4 separate regions of the Mus musculus genome follow, and regions 2, 3 and 4 are each linked to region 1. A link is a contact called in public Hi-C data. All regions are on one chromosome and are shown on one strand. The core of a region is the stretch at or near the end of the contact, and the rest is flanking DNA. Distances in the headings are between cores, read along the strand shown. Region 1 has its middle 3.4 kb from the start of Gm46886. Region 2 has its middle 5.3 kb from the start of n-THgtg10. Region 3 has its middle 4.3 kb from the start of Gm11267. Region 4 overlaps Gm11266 (predicted gene 11266).

Region 1 (2,670 bases), core at 75-2,574:
TGCTTTTATCGATTCATTCAGAAAACTTTGGCTGGTGTTTTCATGGCATTCAGTAATTTTCATACAAGTACATGTAGTTCACTTTGAGCACATTCCCCAAGCTCCGTGCCTTTCTGTCTCACTCTGGTGTTTAGTTGCCAAGGTCGAAACACAATAGCTACCTATGACAGTTCTCTTTGCTCCAGATGCTGCCTCATAGGTTTTCCTGTGGTCCTCCACATAGCTTGTCCAGAGGCCCCACACTCCCATAAGAAATGCCTTGTTAGGGAGAAATCAAATGGTCTCAACTTCCTTCCCTCAGTGTCCTTACAGGAAATATTCTTGCAGCCCTCATCTGGGCATCGCTAGGTTGGCTGATGGCTCCCATGAGCAAGAAGTCTTTCCTGTTTCTCTTGCTAGACAACCATGGATGGCTCATTTCTGCCTTTGAATTTTCCAAATGGTTATGGATTGCTGGAAAACTCTTACACATTCTTTTGAGGCCTAAGGTTTCAGGAAAATGGTCATCCCTTGCATAGAGCGAGGTTGTATCTCTCTCTATCTCCTCCGAGAAGGAGTGAGTTGGTGCAAACACAAGAGACCACTTCCAAACAAGGTTTCTGGGGGAAAATTCTCACCTTTCTGTTCCTTGCACATGAGCCAGCAACTCAGGACTCCTCCAGTGTGCTTCTTTCTAATTCTTAATTTAATGGACTATCTTACTTCTTTTTAACTATTTTCCATTTAAAATTAGCATATATTACATATGTGGTTTAAAAAAATGTAAAATTCTGTTGGTTTTTAAATGTCTTCTTTAAATCTTTTTTGTTGTTCTTAGTATTCCTGTCTATAAAATGGGCAAGAGCACATAACATGTTTCCTCACCACAGGACAGCTGTTGGTGTGTTTGGTTGAAAATGCAAGGCCCATTATAAAAGAAATACTCAGAAACATGAGCTCCTTCACTTCCTTCATGTTTTATAGCACTCTTTTTTTTTTCCTGGTGGATATAAAGAGCAGCATCAACTGAGATTAAATTCCTCCAACTTAATTCTTGCTTCCAACTCTAGCTAATTACTTGAACAGCACTAGCAAAGAAAAGCTGACACAAGAAACTGGACAAGGTCTGTGTCTCCAGTGCTCTGAGGAGAGAGCAATAAGTAAGGTGTTCTGCACAGCTCAATAATTTGCACCACAGGAAAGCCGTACTTCCAAGGGCAGGCAATATGTCTGCAGCATCCTCCTGGAGGAAGAAGGGCCAGGAGCTCATCTTTATGGCTTGAGGCTTGAAAGCTGCTTAACTGGGCGGAACGCCACCTCCTTGCCATCAAAGCTGTCCACCTGGCAGTGAATCTCAATGAGACAGCTGACTGGCTCAGCGTACAAGTTGCCTTGCCAAGGGGATGAGAACGTAACCAGAAGGTCTTTCAGGAAATCTGTTTAGGATGTGGGGGATGAAGAGGAAGAGAAGGATCAATCCTTCCCTTGTGTGAGGTGAAGGAGAAGGAGTCCTGCCTGCCTGCTCTTTGCTACACAAACCAGTTGGAGCTTTGCAGAGCCCTTTGCTCACTCAGTCCTAAATTCTGGTTGGCTCTTATTTTAGAGTCCAGCAGTAGTGTCAAGCAGTAAGTGCCATTCCTTTGAAAATACAATATGGATGCTGGCTCAATTCAAAGAATGAAGGTAAGAAGGGACTTGAAAATCATTCTCATTAGGCTGGTTGTCATGCTGAATACAAGAATTCCCAGCACTCTGGAGAATGAATTAAAAGGATCGTGACTTCTCATACATCAAGGAATACATAGCAAGTACCTGTCTTAAAAATACAAAACAAGTAAATGAACAGAAAACTATATTTGTGAGACAATTACAAATACAAACAAGAATCTTATAGTAAAGACACAAAGCTATTATTGTTAGACTGCTAGCTTACAAAAAATTGAAGTTAGAAAATATAGTGAATTGTTTCTCTTCTCCAAATGTTTAGAATTATTAACCAAATCATTAAGAAAACTTCTAATTTTACAATACTTGCTATATGCCAGTTACCAGATTCACCACTTCATGCAAATGCTTGCTTTTACCCACTGGCCTTGAGAATTTACAGGTAGGTATTCTCCATCTCTAGTCAAAACAAAACAAAACCAGGCAACTTTTATAAGCTGCCCCTAAACATACAGTTATCGAGAAACCCAAGATACGACCCCTCTTTTCTCCTACCCCAGAATTTTATCTCTTAGTCTGCAAACATTTGTGATCAAAGCTCTTTATAACATATTGAACATTGGGGCTGAAGAAAGAGTACTGAGAATACACACTAAGGAGAATACACACACTCTGTGTCTGTACCCTGAATTCTGGTGCTAGAAGCGGCAAAGATGACAAAGAATAAAATCTGAGCATAATCTTCAAAAATTCAATAGCTATAAGTTATGACAAAACAGTGCTTCCTTTTGGTATAGCAATGGTGGAAAATACTCATTTTATTCAAACAATATATATTATATATGTTATATATAGCATAAATGTATATAATTTACCCCCCCCCCCATTAGTTTGAAATTGAAGGAATGAAATTCAGAAACAATGTTAAAACAAAAGGAAAGAGTACGAAACTTGTGGGTTGAATCTCTAAAGGCAAGAGGTACTCAATCTAAGTCATTCAGAAACGCTATTTTCAGATAGCTTGAT
Region 2 (2,670 bases), core at 102-2,601, 680 kb before region 1:
TATTTTCTGTGCCTTTGGCCAGTAGTTGTGGCCAAATATATATTAATCTGCTCTGTAACCTAAAACGTCATGTCCCTCATATTTGGTCTGCCTGTGTGGTCTATTAGAGGTTGTTCAAACAACATAATACAGCTACCTACATAACTGTAGTTGAGTGACTGATTAAAGATCCAGAGCTACACACACTTCATTACTACCAGCTGTAACCAAATGTTCTTTCTCTCTCGCTTTCTGCAGTACAACGGAGCAGAGCTAGCCCATTGGGTCCCATGGTCAACGTGTCTTATTGAAGAGACTTTATAGTCATAGACAATTTTTGTTTCTTTTTCAGTCAGTTTTCAGAAACAAAAATCTACATTTACTTTTCTAACCAAGTCACACATTGAACAACCCCAAGTAAACTATATATATATATATATATATATATATATATATATTCTTGTTTTACAATCATTCTCCAGTTATGAAGACTATATTTTAAACTTATTTTTCCACGATTAAAGCTCACCAATTCATAGGAAATGATTTGCTAAAACAGGATCTGACAAGCTAGAGCTCACTTTTAAGAAGCAGTGCTGAGGCAAAAAGCTTGTTGCACAGGTGCCCTGAGGATGCCCTGAGGCCCGGTGCTGAGCTGCAGCAAGAGAGGCAGTTGGCTTTGCAAAGAGCTAGCAAATACCCAACTGTTGGGCTTCAGTCTCAAGGATAAGGGCAGGGAGACATAAAGCGTGGGCCATTTCTCCCTTAGCACCTCAGCCACAAGAACCACAGTCTAAAAAATCCTAACAGAACCCCTACCCTACCTCTGCTAACTGGTACTGGTAACTCAGTGGCTGACAGTCAGTGGGAGACTTGGGCAGGTTGGTCTTCAGGAAGGGAAATTCTAACAAAAGCAGACTCTGAAAGAAACTGTAAAGAGACCTGGGGTTAGCCCCACCTCTGTCACTTCCACGGCTTGGCTTCCAGCGTGACCTCTTTCTGGTTTTGCTCATCAGCAAACTGGGGACAGTTTTAGAGTTAGACATGGTGCTGTGTAGTTGGCAAGGGTGTTCTCTCTTGCCTTCCTCCCCCTCCCAGGGAACTCTTTGTTCTGTGTGGTTTGTGTCGACTTCCCAGACCTCAAAAGCTGACAACCCCTCAACAAAAGGCCTACCCTGGACTCGGCCACTTTGATTGGCGGCAGTTCTACGACACTCTTGTCTCTGTCATTTAACTGCATGACAAGAGCGGTTTTTTTGTTTGTCTGTTTGTTTGTTTTGTTTTTTTCCCCAAATTCTGAGAACACTAGCTGGCCTGGGAGGCCCCTTTCTTATTAACCAAAATAAAAACAAATTGCCACTAGATGGCACTGCTTGTTGTTGGTCAGAGACAAGGAACTCCTTTCTGTTCTGGGCAGGGAGGGGCCAATTTCACACATTACATCAAGATCTGAGAATCAAACAGACCCCACCTAGGAGCTGGGGAAATTACCTCCACAGGTTGTCTTTATCCAGAGGTGATTTTAAAGGAATATATTGTGTTTGGATGTCAATGTTCAAAGGCTCCAAGGCAGAAAATTCCATTTCAAAAGAAAGTGTGATTAATGAAGCCACATAAATCCTGCCGAGCCGGAGCCATGGCAGGGATCACACCACACAAATCAGACAGCTGGGAGCCTCTCTCACTTTCTCCTGTTCCCATTTCTACGTCGTCACTGCATCCCTTGCTTCCTCTTTTCTTCTTTGTCATTTTGTGAACACACGGATCACCAAATCCAAAACAGGAGGGATTTTGACCGGAACTCATGGCTGCAGCTGCCTTCAAGCTGGGGCCTGGTCATTTGTGCTTTCTGCTTTTCCCAAGAATTCCAAAGGCCGACAGAGGCAGTAACAACCACAGCCTCACTAACTGCCTGCCAAACCTGAGGCAAGTCTGGATCTTTACATAGCCCACTCTTACACAGAGACAAGACTGAACTGAAGGATACTGTAGCTCTATACTAGAAGGGTTTTAGATGAGGTCTTGGGGTATTTTAGTGTACCTCACTAGGAACTTTACCCCCAAATTTCCTTGAGACAATGATGTTTCTGCCTCTTCAGAATCCTGTGCTTTTATAGCTGCTACCTGTGGCCCATGCTCTCTCAGATTTTTCCATCCAGGTACACAGCCTTCTCTCTCTCTCTCTCTCTCTCTCTCTCTCTCTCTCTCACACACACACACACACACACACACACACACACATAGTTCACACATTTCTGCCTTACTTGCTGTACTTAGAGTCCCCTCAGTGCACTAGAGTCATAGTCTCCTCTAGTCTTTGGCATCTGCTTCCAAGAATGAATCCAGTTCCCAGAGTGACCGTGACAGAAGGTTACCATGCTATCTAGAGTAAGGGCCATGGTCAGTCTAGTTGTCAAACATTCGAGCCCTAGGGCAGATGCTCTATTTAAACAACAAGTTACTTGATGGGTGCCCATCATAGACAAATACCTTGGTCTCGTCTCACCTCTCTTTGTCTACATACATGATATGACTGGCAAATATACCCTACGGAAGGGATGTGTAGACAACCTGAGCAAGTAAAGCAACCGTACAGAGGGCAGAGTGAATGCAAACACTCACTATGCTCACTACGATCCTCGGTACTACAACTTGGTTTTTAAGTTTTTAAATTCTTGTGTGTGTCACTGG
Region 3 (2,670 bases), core at 69-2,568, 650 kb before region 1:
CATCCTCACCATGTGACTTCTAGCTTATACTGCAGTACCAGTCAGCTCATAGATGGAGGGGAAGAGATTATACGCTGGCTGCTGAGAGGTTTCCAAGGCTTAAACTTGGAAGTAGAATATGTTCCTTTGACCTATGACCTACTAAATAGCTTTCAGTAGAAGACAGAAGAATCAGTGTCCAAGAATAAAAGTATAGCTGGGTCCAAGAGGAAAAGAAAAATGATTGAGAAATGTTGAGTCTCATTTCTTAAATTTTCTGAATCTTCATCGTTGATAAAATACATTCTAAATTTTCCTGTGATAATTACAAATGGTTTTTATCTAAAGGGATTCATGATCTTGGTCCATCTATTTACAATGTTCGTCCTTAGGTGTTCCTTTTCTCTTAGGCTCACAGGCTGGAATAAGCCTCATGGAAACCTGTGGTTATCTCATTGCTTGGTAGAAATTTCCTTCTGAGACTGAATAGTGACATCTATTTGACAGAGAGATTTGCCTTTGTAATAAGACACTTTAGGTGACACTGAAATTACATGACAGTTTTAAAAGACAGCCAGCTATTACAAGGCAAAATGTTGAATCCTTTCCTCTCTGGAGGACAGGTCCTTTTATTGGTTTCATACTAATAAGAAAAAGTGTGATATGCAGAAAGCTGCCTACAATTTTGTTCTTATGTAGATGAGGTTAAAGAGTATGTGTCCAAGGCAATCTTTAGAAGGAGGGTGGGATGGGAAAGGGGAGGAGAGGGAAGAGAAGAGGGCAGAGCTATGGAGGAGGAAAAGAGGGAGGAGGAAGGGGAGAGAGAAGGGGATTTCTCTTTCTGGTCCAACTTAGATTTAGGTTAATTCTTTGAATTCTAAATGAGCCTACAATTTACAAAGTAGGGATGTTAGGCCTTCTCTCTCTCTCTCTCTCTCTCTCTCTCTCTCTCTCTCTCACACACACACACACACACACACACACACACACACAGTGCCCTACATCTTCCATCACTGGGAGCACTGCCACCTGGCAGGGGTAACGTTCACTGCCTGAAGAGGCTGGCTGGAAACCATCGCCTAGTTCTTAAAGAAACAAGGCTGTATTTTTAACAGAGCTTATCTCCCCTGCCCGAGAAGAGGGGCACCCTGTCTGCATTATATCATGGCCACAGATGCTGGGATCCCCAGAATGTACATCTGGGTGATTCCACACCTCCATTAAAAAGAGGACCTCAGACACGTGTATAAGAAAAAGACAAAGGGAATAATTCTGCTCAATGTAGAAATGGTCAGTCGATATACACCTCCTAAACAGTGCTAAGTAAGACAGAAGCTGTTACTTACAATGCTCCTGTCCAGACTGGGCTCCAGAGTCTTTCTGGCCTTAGCAATGTCTTTTGTTTAGGCACTGAAAAACTGTAAGTTGATAACCTTTTCTTATGGATGACATAAAGAATAACACAAAATGGAAGGGGAAAAGGAAGGGAAAAATAAAGGAAGGAAGGAAGGAAGGAAGGAAGGAAGGAAGGAAGGAAGGAAGGGATTTTCTAGCACGTTTTTGGCATCTAATGTTTTGTTCCAAGACTAATGTGCCATGCCATCTGCCAAGTTACCATGTCTTTATTAGGTTGCTATGGTATGTAAAGAGAAAAATGCTTTGTAAAGGGTCCGAGTGGTGTTTTTTTAGTTCCCTCTTCAACTTAATAAGCTTTTTTTTAAAAGGTGATAAAATTTTGTTAAAAATATTGCAACAATGCTACCCACTAATATTAGCACTGTATTTTACTTTATGGTTTTAATTTTTTTGGACCTAAAAATAATTCTGAGGTTTAGAATATTTTAGATTTGTAAGCTAGCAAATTAAAAAAAAACCCTCTATTATATCCTCAGAACTAGAGGGGGAGAAAGGGGCCCTTCTCACTCTCTTTGGATTGTGCGTGAACTGGGAATTCAGGACAGGAGCTCGGTGAAGGGAGATGTGGCACTTGTGAGCTTTTTTGACAGAAACTAATGATTGTCTCCTTGTGGTTTACTCATCTGACTATTTGACCTCTGCCTCTCTAACTGGGGCCTGAGGTAGCAAGTGGATCCAGCTTCATCCTGGTTGTAAATGTCCTTAAGGAGAGGGTATGTATGGTTTTATGCTTCTCTTCCTCTGCCTCTAAGCTTTCAAGTTTTATTTCTTCTCTGTATCTTACAAATGAAAATTTAAGGCTATGTCCAATGGCACATGCATATGTACATACACATACTTGAGAGAAACAGCAATGATCTGCAGTGTGTGTGTGTGTGTGTGTGTGTGTGTGTGTGTGTGAGAGAGAGAGAGAGAGAGAGAGAGAGAGACCTTCTATGTGAGAAGCCAAAGCCATCAACTGTCATCTCTGTTATTCACTGTCATACTTGCTTGATATAGGGTCTTTCATTGAACCTGGAACTAGGCTGGTAGACAGTAAGTACCAATGAGCCTTCCTTCTCTGCCCCTGACCGCACTGGGTTCCAGGTGCAGACAGCCACACCTGTCTTTGTATGTAGGGACTAGTGTCTGAGCCCCAGGCTGCCATGCCTGTGCAGCTGCAGCCACTGTCCTTGCTCACTGAGCCATCCCGCCAGCCTCAATAGACAGTTTTGACAGCACTTTGGAATTCATTGTAGCCAGAGGGTGGGAGAAAAGTTCTCTGGTCCACCTGTT
Region 4 (2,670 bases), core at 80-2,579, 600 kb before region 1:
GAAAATTATTCCAGGCTTCTCGGCTGAAGAGGGTCTCTTGGCAGTCCAGAGACCCGCTTGGAGAGAGCCCACCCGCAAGTGTGCGCTCGAAAAGTTTGTAAGAGTTTTTGCCAAGGCACCCGAGAGGTCCGGGAAGCCCAAAACTCTGGCTGGTGACCCAGCATGGAAAGATGTAAACAGAGAAGGGAAGTGTCAGGAAGGACGGGGAGACAAGCTACTTGCGGGCAGATCAAGCGAATATTGCCAGGATGATTAACTGCGGGTGGGGAACCTGCGGTGCGCAAAACAGATCGGAGACATCTTCTAGTTCCGTGGCTCAATCTCCTCCACCATTCCTGTGCGATGAAGTCTCACTAATAATTTCTCTCCATTCCACGTAGTCCTATAGTCTTCACTGTAAAAAGGAGCGCTCTCAACAATTTAAGGCTTATCCGCTTTCTTCCCCCCAGTTTCCTAATATCTATTCCCATTTCGTTTGCAGCCAAATAAATAGTGACCGTGGGGGATAAAAAAACGCATGGCCTTAGAAAACTAAATGCGCCGCGTTCCCCAAGTTGCTTATCTCCTCTGATCCTCTGATGAGACCCTTGGTACGGCAATTCCAAATATTGGTGCTCCCCAAGCTCAGTGGGGTTCGCTGCCAAAAAAAAAAAAAAGCCACACACATACAAACAAAAACAAAAATAAACAACTAGCAACCCGCATCAGAAACTCTCAATGGAAAAGCCTGAGCCCCAGGTGCCTCCAGCAGCTTCCCGCAGTTTGGCTGCCTGGAAGCCTGGAAAATGTGCGCCAGAGCCGGGCTGCGCCCAGCACTTTCCAAGTGAAACTTCAGTCCCAATGGTCTTTCCCACAGGTTCTAGGACACATGAGCCTGCCTGTCCCCAGCTTCTAAAAATCCTCCCCACGGGCTCATCAGGTCCTGGTAAGTGAACTGCTCTTCGGCGGCTGCTGGATTAAGAATGTGTGTCTGCTCCTTGAGGCAATGACTTTCTTCCAGCAAAGTGGCCTAGAAGCTGCCGGTAGCCCCCAGGCTGTGGCAGGAGAGCATCCGTCGCCTGCTCCTCGGAGAAGTTGAGTGAATTTCCGCATAGGGAGAAACGTTAAGGGTTGGAGTGTACCGTGGGGGGCGGGAGCATAGCAAGTTGCCCCCGGCTCTTTGTTTTTGAGAGTCCCCTCGCGCTCTGGTCTCAAGAATCTTCCACACTGCTTCATAGTGAATCATAGAGAATCGCGCCGAGATTCGGCTGCATGGGGCTGTCTTTAGCTTCTGCAGACCGAGGCCGAGGAGCTAGTGCAGTTCCCGGGCATCGCCAGACTCTGTTACTACTGCCGCTCGCCCTTCGGCTGAAGTCCCTTCTCTGAACACCCCCAGAACAGTTCCAGCTCTCCCCAAAACTGTGTAAGGAGAGGAGGATCAGATTTATAGACTGCAGTGTACCCCAACAGGTAGTTTCACCTGGCCTGGTTTAAATATTAAAGTCTGGGCCTTGCGTGGGCATCGCGAAACTGGCCCAAGACACAGACTTTTAGTCGGGGACGAAAACGGCGATGTGCGAGTTACTTAAGATAATCATGTTTTCTCTTCAGTCTTCAACTTATCCCCAAACATCGAAAGAGCTGATCCGTTAGGAACGAGGCTCAGCGAGCCTAAATAGCTGGCTTCCAGCTGCAAGCCCACAGGCAATTTGATTTACCTCCCACCCCCAGAGAGTTACTAAAGAACCCTACTCCCGCTTTAGAGAGATGGGTTCCTTTGGGAAGATCCTTCCTCAAAATGCCCTAGCCTTGGACAAGGAGGGTGAGCTGCGCTGGCTTGGAACAGAATTGCAGTCCCGGTTCTGTTGGTGCGCTGAACAGTGAGGGAGAGCGATGTGCCAGGGCGAGCATGGAACCCGCGAGCCTCGCGTGCACTGCGATTCATGACTCCTTATGGAAGCTCAGGGAGAAGTTGGTGGCCCGCTTGTACAATCTGGGGCCAGCATAGTCCTCTTCTCCAGGGAGTGCTAGCCGAAATTCTTCCCCTGGGGCCATTGATGCACGTGGTGCGCAATGACCCGACGCAAAGTCAGGAAACCGCTAGCAATGGCCCAAAGATTCCCGCGTGTGCCACCCTCGAAGGGTGGAGGAGACCGGGGACTGGGCCCCTCGGGAGGGACGATCTAAAACTGTCTTGGGAGACAGGCTTTCCCCTGCTCCTTCTCTGAGCCCTTGCTTAGTGGTACCTTTTGCCATCTCAGCCAGGAATCCTGGTCTTACCCTACCTCTCTCTTTAGGAACCAGTTCAGGCTCCCCACTGTCACCAGCCCCTACGTCAAGAGCTGTGGGCAGATGTGACCTTGGGCTCTTTGATTTTTAAGGGTATCAAGGTCTGGCCCTGTTTCCAGTGTTCCAAAAAATCTCTCTCTCCCTTCTTCCCAGCTTCACATCCTATCTAGAGACTGTGGCAAATTCAAAGCCTCTGTCACTGGACAAGCTATCTAAACTTGCAGTTTTCTGGTACCTTGACCCCTTAAAGTTGGCCTCAGCTAGCTCTGACAGGGAGAGTAAAGTAGCCACCCTTACCCCCTTCTCCTATTCTCCTCTCACCCACCAGCCACCTTCACCTTTCCCCAGTCCAAACCTTGCCGGCAGAAGAGCAGGAGTCTCTGAAAGGCACAGACTGGTTCT

What was found. A called contact is a pair of places that touch in the nucleus more often than the background predicts.
Region 2: a contact with region 1 is called in a Hi-C map of cerebellum, with 2.6 times the contacts expected there. The contact joins two enhancer-like sites. A contact is called at or near these places in 4 of 484 Hi-C or Micro-C datasets (cerebellar granule neurons, cerebellum and embryonic stem cells) and 1 of 115 datasets of contacts at active chromatin or transcription factors (fibro-adipogenic progenitors).
Region 3: a contact with region 1 is called in a Hi-C map of cerebellum, with 3 times the contacts expected there. The contact joins two enhancer-like sites. A contact is called at or near these places in 2 of 484 Hi-C or Micro-C datasets (both in cerebellum), 2 of 115 datasets of contacts at active chromatin or transcription factors (fibro-adipogenic progenitors and pancreatic cancer cells) and 1 of 9 other capture datasets (embryonic stem cells).
Region 4: a contact with region 1 is called in a Hi-C map of cerebellar granule neurons, with 5 times the contacts expected there. The contact joins two enhancer-like sites. A contact is called at or near these places in 8 of 484 Hi-C or Micro-C datasets (the CH12 cell line, cerebellar granule neurons, cerebellum and 5 more) and 2 of 115 datasets of contacts at active chromatin or transcription factors (embryonic basal ganglia and embryonic forebrain).

The regions. Positions count from the first base shown.
Region 1 is chr4:81,936,210-81,938,879 of GRCm38.p6, reverse strand. No RefSeq gene overlaps it. Among named protein-coding and RNA genes, the nearest start is that of Gm46886, 3.4 kb to the right of the region's middle. Within about 2 kb of position 1,324, at least 9 of the 459 cell types and tissues checked have an H3K27ac peak or open chromatin away from gene starts, as enhancers often do. A contact at or near this core is called in cerebellar granule neurons and cerebellum, where this site is marked.
Region 2 is chr4:82,613,047-82,615,716 of GRCm38.p6, reverse strand. No RefSeq gene overlaps it. Among named protein-coding and RNA genes, the nearest start is that of n-THgtg10, 5.3 kb to the left of the region's middle. Within about 2 kb of position 1,351, at least 47 of the 459 cell types and tissues checked have an H3K27ac peak or open chromatin away from gene starts, as enhancers often do. A contact at or near this core is called in cerebellum, where this site is marked.
Region 3 is chr4:82,591,194-82,593,863 of GRCm38.p6, reverse strand. No RefSeq gene overlaps it. Among named protein-coding and RNA genes, the nearest start is that of Gm11267, 4.3 kb to the right of the region's middle. Within about 2 kb of position 1,318, at least 16 of the 459 cell types and tissues checked have an H3K27ac peak or open chromatin away from gene starts, as enhancers often do. A contact at or near this core is called in cerebellum, where this site is marked.
Region 4 is chr4:82,536,055-82,538,724 of GRCm38.p6, reverse strand. The region is part of intron 1 of Gm11266 (predicted gene 11266); the gene reads right to left. Among named protein-coding and RNA genes, the nearest start is that of Gm11266, 29 kb to the right of the region's middle. Within about 2 kb of position 1,329, at least 60 of the 459 cell types and tissues checked have an H3K27ac peak or open chromatin away from gene starts, as enhancers often do. A contact at or near this core is called in cerebellar granule neurons and cerebellum, where this site is marked.